Regions from separate parts of the Arachis hypogaea genome. Here region 1 is linked to region 2. Evidence: chromatin contacts called from public Hi-C data. All regions are on one chromosome and are shown on one strand. Each heading gives the region's core, a stretch centred on a gene start, on an enhancer-like site or on the middle of the called end of the contact. The rest is flanking DNA. Distances are from core to core; before and after follow the strand shown. Region 1 has its middle 29 kb from the start of LOC112805774. Region 2 holds the start of LOC112697032 (protein FLOWERING LOCUS T).

Region 1 (3,258 bases), core at 523-3,022, 220 kb after region 2:
AAAGTCCATTAAGAAAATGCAAAAGGTAAAAATAGTTACTTCTTGTAGGCGTGGTTTTGGTAGCAAAATCACTTTTGCGTTTATGAAAAAAAAATTTGCCAAACAAAAAATTGAAACTTTCAAAAAGTCTAAATGTGTTTCTTCCCTTTCAGCGTGTTTTCCAAATACACCCCAAATACCCTAAAACCCCAACAATAAAATACCCCAAAGGTTCCGCAAATTACCTATATATATATAGGTGTCCATAAACCGTAGGAGGATACACGGTTTATGCCCAAACATCCTTTGACCTTTTTCATAAACCATGGTTAGATAGTACGGTTTATGTCTTCATTGTGATTTCTATAATCTGTGTAGGGTCACACGGTTTCCTTATATGATGATTCTTTCATAAACTATATTTCAGGACATATAAATAACTAAATTTGTACTGTTGTATTTGAGTAAATTTTTCTTCCTTTTTTTTTTATATAGATAAATTGTCTTTTTATAAATTTTTTTAAGGATTTTTAAAAGCAACTTAACTTTTAAATGTTACAAACATAAATATAAAATTTTTTTAATTTATCAAATATAAAATAAGGTCCTTATATTTTTGAAAAATACAAATTTCTTTAAAAAAATTTTACTAAACCAAGCCTTAATAGAATATTGGTATGAACGGTCAATTCTATTTTGGTATTATAACCACTACAATAATAAATATTAAATGGAAGATAAGACTTCTATATTTCTGAATGTGGAGAATTTAATTAATTATTTTAAAAATTTGAAAATCAGATTAACTCATTCGTATAAATTTAGTGATAAAAATATATATTATTTCATTTAAATTTTGATTGGAATATATATATGGGGCTCAAATTAGGTGAAATCTACAAGTTTTTAAATATTGCAACTAATTTATCCCAAGAAAAAATAGTTGCACACAATTAATGCGTTAAAAGATTTTGTAATTAATAAATTAAACCAAAACATTATTTACAGGATCTCATTTAAAACTTTTTTTTTTGTGACTAGATCTCATTTAAAACTTAGTATTACCATGGGGAAAATGAGAAAATTTTTGTTGTTTAATTTATGGTTATTTTACTATGCAATAATGATGCTTGAAAGATGGCTATAATTTAATTTGCTATATCATTAAAATCTACACCATGAAAGGAAAATAAATATGCTACCATTTATTGTTAGGGTTTATATAAGTTATATGAACCTTAACAATAAGATAGAATATGCATTGACATAGGTTTTAACTATAGGAAATGTTAACAATTTGTCGATGAAATCATGTGGTAACAAAATTGATTCATTTTCTTTTGATTTTTTTTCTTTTTTCTTTTGATTTTTAGTTTATTTGATAAATTTTTAATAGTAAAAATAAAAATATTAAAAAAATATAAAATATATTTTTAAAAAACTAAAATTTATAATTTTTTAAAATATTTTTTTAAAAAAATATTTTTTATATAATAAATAAATAAATAAATAATACTTTTATATTATTATACGTAAATATAATTGATAAATAAAAATATTTTTTTATATAAAATATCTAAACATAAAATTATTTTTATTTTTTATTAAATTTTTTTAAAAAATAATTCAAAAAGACTTTTTTTATAAGAAATTTATCCAAACAAATTCTGAGTTTGACCAAAAAAAGGCTAAAGATTTAAAAATGGATATTTGGTTGGTGCATATATATACGTGAAAAGCCTATTGGGTTGGGCCTAGAAAAAATGTACACTAAAGATTTGGGTCAAGGCCTAACATAGGCAGATTCATAAATACCAAAAAAAAGGCAGATTCATAAATCTGCTAGAGAATGTGGTGGGAAGGGGGAGGGGGATTGAAAAATTATAGTCAATAATACCAAACAAAAGGAGAAATATATAGTAAAAAATTAGTGATAACGAGTAATCGTGATTAATGTTTCCTTTTATCTAAAAGAACAGTTAATATATAAGTGTTTTGTCAAAATAGATATTTCTACAAAAAAATAGTTTTATAGGAGTAAAAATTAAGGGGGAAAAAAGGAAAAAAGGTAAAAAAGAGAAGGAACAAACTAAAAAAAAAAAACAAAAGAAATAACAATAACATTGAATACTATATGATATTTTTTTTTGGTAGAAATACTATATGATCTTTAAACATACCTTTATAATCTTCAAACCCTTGTTGAACTTGGGGCTTGTTAGTGCCCAAAAGCTAAGCTACCCCTATGCTAGTAGAATAATCTATGAATTATTGTGCATTATGATATTATAATAGAGCAAATATATTTTGGAAAATCCGAATCTTAGGTCCAATGAACACTGGGTCTGTCATACCTATTTCTATTGGGCTTTCGACTTATTATAAAGCTCATTTGCTAACTTTTGAGACATTTTATTTACACGTTAAACGCACTTCAAGACTTATTTAGGTGTGGCTGAGGCACGTGGTTCAGTGGCAAAAGTGTTTGCCTCAATCCAAAGCCACAGTGGCTAGGTTAGTATGTGTGAATATGTAACTTAGAATTGGGAGTTGTCCAATTCATCGATAAAAAAAAAAAAAATTATTTAGGCATCTATGTATAATTTGCTAGAAAGTGGCTACATATAACTCATGGGAAGAAAAAAAAAGATGTATATATTAGGGTATAAGACAAGAAAAACACGTTAATCATTTTCTAAAAAGAACTAATAATTTGTACATTCGTAAAATAAGTTTCTTTTTCCTACTTAAATATGAATTATATTTTATATTTAAGTAGAAGAAAATGCTTATTATGGCTCCAATAGTTATCATAGCCCTCCCTTTGTTGGAATTGTTGGAACCCAATCTTATCATGTAATAAGCTTTATATGCGATGGCAATAATTATGCACTTGAAGATTTATTTGTATGTAGGCCACCAAAAGGACAAGAATATTCTTCATCCTAGTTGTTATGTTAGTAATAAGACAATCAAATGTAGAGGATTAAATTGCACTACATAGTTGTCCGACTCTAGATGAATTTAGCGGAACATGAGTTGATTTTGTTTGATCAGTAAAAAGAAAAATGATTTTACGTTACAAAAAATGCTGCATATATCATTACCTTTTTATTTCATTTTTTGCCGCACATAAATTTTTGTTAGAAAGCACAAAAATTTATTTATATAGCACATAAATTTTCGAAACATAATACAAAATTTTATACATAATACAAATTTATTCATATAACACATAAATTTTACGTATAGCACCCATATTTTTGCACATAGCATATA
Region 2 (3,805 bases), core at 1,032-3,531:
TTTTAAAGATAATTTCCAAACAGCATATATTCTGAATATTTAAAACATTCATAAATAATAAAAGTCTGTAAAATTTGTGTTTATACTTTATACAACCCATCACTATTTGAGAACGCAGAAATAGAGTGTCCGTACTTACCGAAGGTGGTGTTTGTGGTAGCCGGAATATCTGTCACCATCCTAAGTAGTGTCCGTACCAAGAGAGCAATGATAAAACATTAGTATGTTTGTCGAGAAAATTTAGCAAATGTGTATTCAATCTTATAATGGGCTTTCAAAAGCTAAAAATATTTAGTTATTTAATAAAGAATTTAATAAATATCAAAAATGTAAAATAAATTAAATAATTCACATAAAATATTATTATTAATAAGTAAGTAAAAAAGTTTATCATCTTTAAACAGTACACTACAGTGTTTAGAAAACTGTTGCCTCTCAAATGAGATGCTCAGATAACAACTCTTCTTAACTATTTAAAATTAGAAAAAGAAATTAAGATATATCTACATAAAACTTCATTAATACAAATTATAATAATGAATATATATATACACTGATAAAGAAAATCTCTATAAATCACTTTAAAGATGAACTTATTTTAATTTTAAGAGGAAAACAGCAAACAGCAGAGAGTTGCTTTTGTAGAGGAGAGTGTGTATTATTTAGGTATATTTAGAAAAATATAATTTTCTCTAAATTTAAATGATAATGCGAGTTTAACTTGCCAAATGTAATTTAATTTTTGCACGTAGGCTACATGAACCTTTATGCGCTGTATTCGAATAGAAAATATTTTTATAATTAAAATAAAAAATTTAACGAAATACTTTAATAAATGCAACGAAGTTGTAAGAATGTACCATATTCTAGAACTGTGAGAGTTTGAAGGTTAAGGTTCGAAGGGGATGAAGAGAGAAAAGTGATTCTGGAAGAAAAAACTGCAGAATCCATGGAAGAGGGAGATCAGGTCATGAGAGCATTATCCTGGAGATGGCGAGTTGTTGCCATGAATAGTAATTTTGTTCAGATCGGAACTGGGAAATATTTGGTGAGGTTTTAGGGTTTAGGATTTGGGAAGAATTAGTGAAGATAATCGCTTGATTATCTGAGGCATCCATGCATCAGATCTGTGCTAAGGATGCCATGTGAGAGAAAGTTAGGGTTTCAAAGAGGGATGAACACGGAAAATTCCAACTGTGTGTGTTTTCCGAGGTTGAGTAAAAAGTAAACCTCTATTTCAGCGAGCAGTGAGTGAGTGAGTGGCATAATGGACCATTCTTAAGCCCAATAACAGCCCAACAACTCTAATAACTTCAAGATCAAGATAAAAAGGAACAACAATTTCTAGGTCCATTGTGTTTTAAGAAAGATAATTTACGTCGAAGTTTTATGACGTAAAAATATAGAACTCACACATGTATTTGTTCATTCTTGCCTTTCATTGAAGGTAGTTAAAAAAATTAAGAGTAACAATTAAAAAAGAGCCAGAGAACTCACCAGTGCAAGTATTCCCTCAAGAAAGGGTTACTAGGGCTAGGTGCATCAGCATCCACCATAACCTAATAATATCCAAAGTACACATAAGTCGGTTTCATATAGCATGCAACCGAACCTAATTAGCGTTATAGACCAATTATACTATATTTAATACAATTCAATCTCTTATTCAAATAGTTATAGTTTGAGTTTCATTGATTTAAAAAGAAAATTTTCAAGTTTTGAGAATTAAAATAAAAGAACTTAAATTGATAAAATAAATAACTAAATAAAAATCTATTTCAAATTTATAAAATGTTATGTAAGTGACAAAGTATAAATAATCTAATTCAGATCCAATGTTTTATAACTTGTTAGGAGTGAGATTCAATTCAAATCCAAATGACGGTATGTGATTTGGATGGATTTTCAATTTAGATAAAAATGATTAGGAATCAAACATCCCTAGAATATTCTTAATGAATATACTAATTACCAGTGTGTAGAAGGTCCTGAGGTCTTCACCACCAATAGTAATCCTAGGGCGGTTAACAACATGAGAGGGCCTCAGTTCACAGCCATTGTTAATCTCTCTGTTGTTAATGAGAACCTTAAGAGAAACTGTGCTCGTAAAAGGGTTCAGAACATCCCCAATTATACCACCAACAAGAAGAGGGTCTCCGTAATCCCTTGATGATGCCATTCTTGTATTTTGATTTTGTTTCTTATTTGCAATGATGCTAATTACTAATGTAAACAAAACTATGAGTAAGTAGCTTCTCTACCTTTCTTTGGTAGTTCTATGCATTTGTGAATGCATATATGCCTCTATATATAGATGTTTCTCCCTTGGCACGCATCTACTTTTTATTTGCTTCTGTCCCATAAAATAAAGCTACAACTTCACCTTTAGTGTTGTTGCCATTAACATGGATTCTTTGGTAATAGTAAGACTATCTATTTCAGATTTAGCATTATAATTAGCTTTTAGTTTGTTGTTAGATGTTTTTAAAGATTTAGCTTTATTCGTATTAGCTTTCGGAGCATTGTTTCATATTGGAATAAGAATTTTCGATGTACTATACTACTGTTTACTTTTCTCCACATCAATTAGGTACTCGATAACAACGATTGAAAACCGAATCGGTTATTTATCGAACCTACAGTATTAGAAGTGATTTGGTTCAAAGATTCAACTAATAAGATATAATAAAATAATATATTTATTTATAAAATATATAATTTTTTAAATTTTAAACTATCAGTTCGATACTTCGATCCGTTTTTAAAATAATGTCATACTTAATAGAAAATTACGAAGAAATTACTAGAATTTATTATTTTGACTCTTATTTAATTATTAATTTAATTTTTTTTATTTAGTAATCTAATAACGTACATTATAACAAAAATAATAAATTCTAATATTCTTCTATCTATCGTTCCTCTACTTAATATTATATATTTAAGATATAAGTTTGCATCAGATCTCCTTGGTATTTCCACGGTGGTAGGATGTAGTTGCAAAAGACTCACCGATCAAGTAAGTAATATCTAAAATGTATATGAAGATTAAAATCCGTTACATACTTTAGAAAAGAATCTAGATAGATTTATGCAAGATTTTACATAAATATAATTCAGATTATATCTTGTATTAGTCAAAGTGTCTTAGAAAAGATGTTTTTGGACCGGCTACGACTCTAAGGCCGATCGTTGAAGGAACCTAGTATACATATTATATTACTATATTCACTTAAATTATTTTACGAAAAATAAATATGATTATTTCTAACATAATAATATTATAAAAAAAATCTAAATAATTCTTGATAATTACTCAAAAGATAATGAAATCTCAATAAAAAAATTTTTGATGTTTGATCTTTATCTTTTTGTGAAATTTTGGTTAGTTTTTCTGTTAATATTTTTTTATTAATAAAATATACCTACGTAATACATTAAATTATTAATTCATTTATTAAGTATCAATTAGGATTAACAGATATTTTTTAATTTATTGGAGACATCATTGTCTTTTAGAGGTAAGGATTATTTAATTTTTTTATTTTTTTTATTATCTTTTTCATATATATTGGTTAAATTTATTATGTAAGAATTAAAAAATACTAGTAATTTTTAACTTTTTTTAATTTATAGAAATTTAATAAATGATATATTTTTAAAATTTTTTTATTGTTATTTTAAAAAATTATTAAGATATTATATTTTTAGGATTATGTTAAATTTTAGGTGTACTAAATTTAACTTAACTACCATAATTTATATATACTCGTTATTATTAGAAGACGTGCATATTCTATTTAAA

The links. Hi-C and Micro-C count contacts between places; a contact is called where the count stands out from the background.
Region 1: a contact with region 2 is called in a Hi-C map of leaf, with 2.9 times the contacts expected there. The contact joins the enhancer-like site here to the promoter of LOC112697032 in region 2. A contact is called at or near these places in 2 of 8 Hi-C or Micro-C datasets (leaf and an unstated tissue).

Annotation. Positions count from the first base shown.
Region 1 is chr6:96,210,364-96,213,621 of arahy.Tifrunner.gnm2.J5K5, forward strand. No RefSeq gene overlaps it. Among protein-coding and RNA genes, the nearest start is that of LOC112805774, 29 kb to the left of the region's middle. Within about 2 kb of position 1,773, at least 2 of the 3 cell types and tissues checked have open chromatin away from gene starts, as enhancers often do.
Region 2 is chr6:95,991,691-95,995,495 of arahy.Tifrunner.gnm2.J5K5, forward strand. LOC112697032 (protein FLOWERING LOCUS T) reads right to left here and starts at 2,282. Exons shown (of 4, transcript XM_025750013.2): 1 at 1,973-2,282; 2 at 1,498-1,559; 3 at 140-180. The coding sequence starts at 2,179.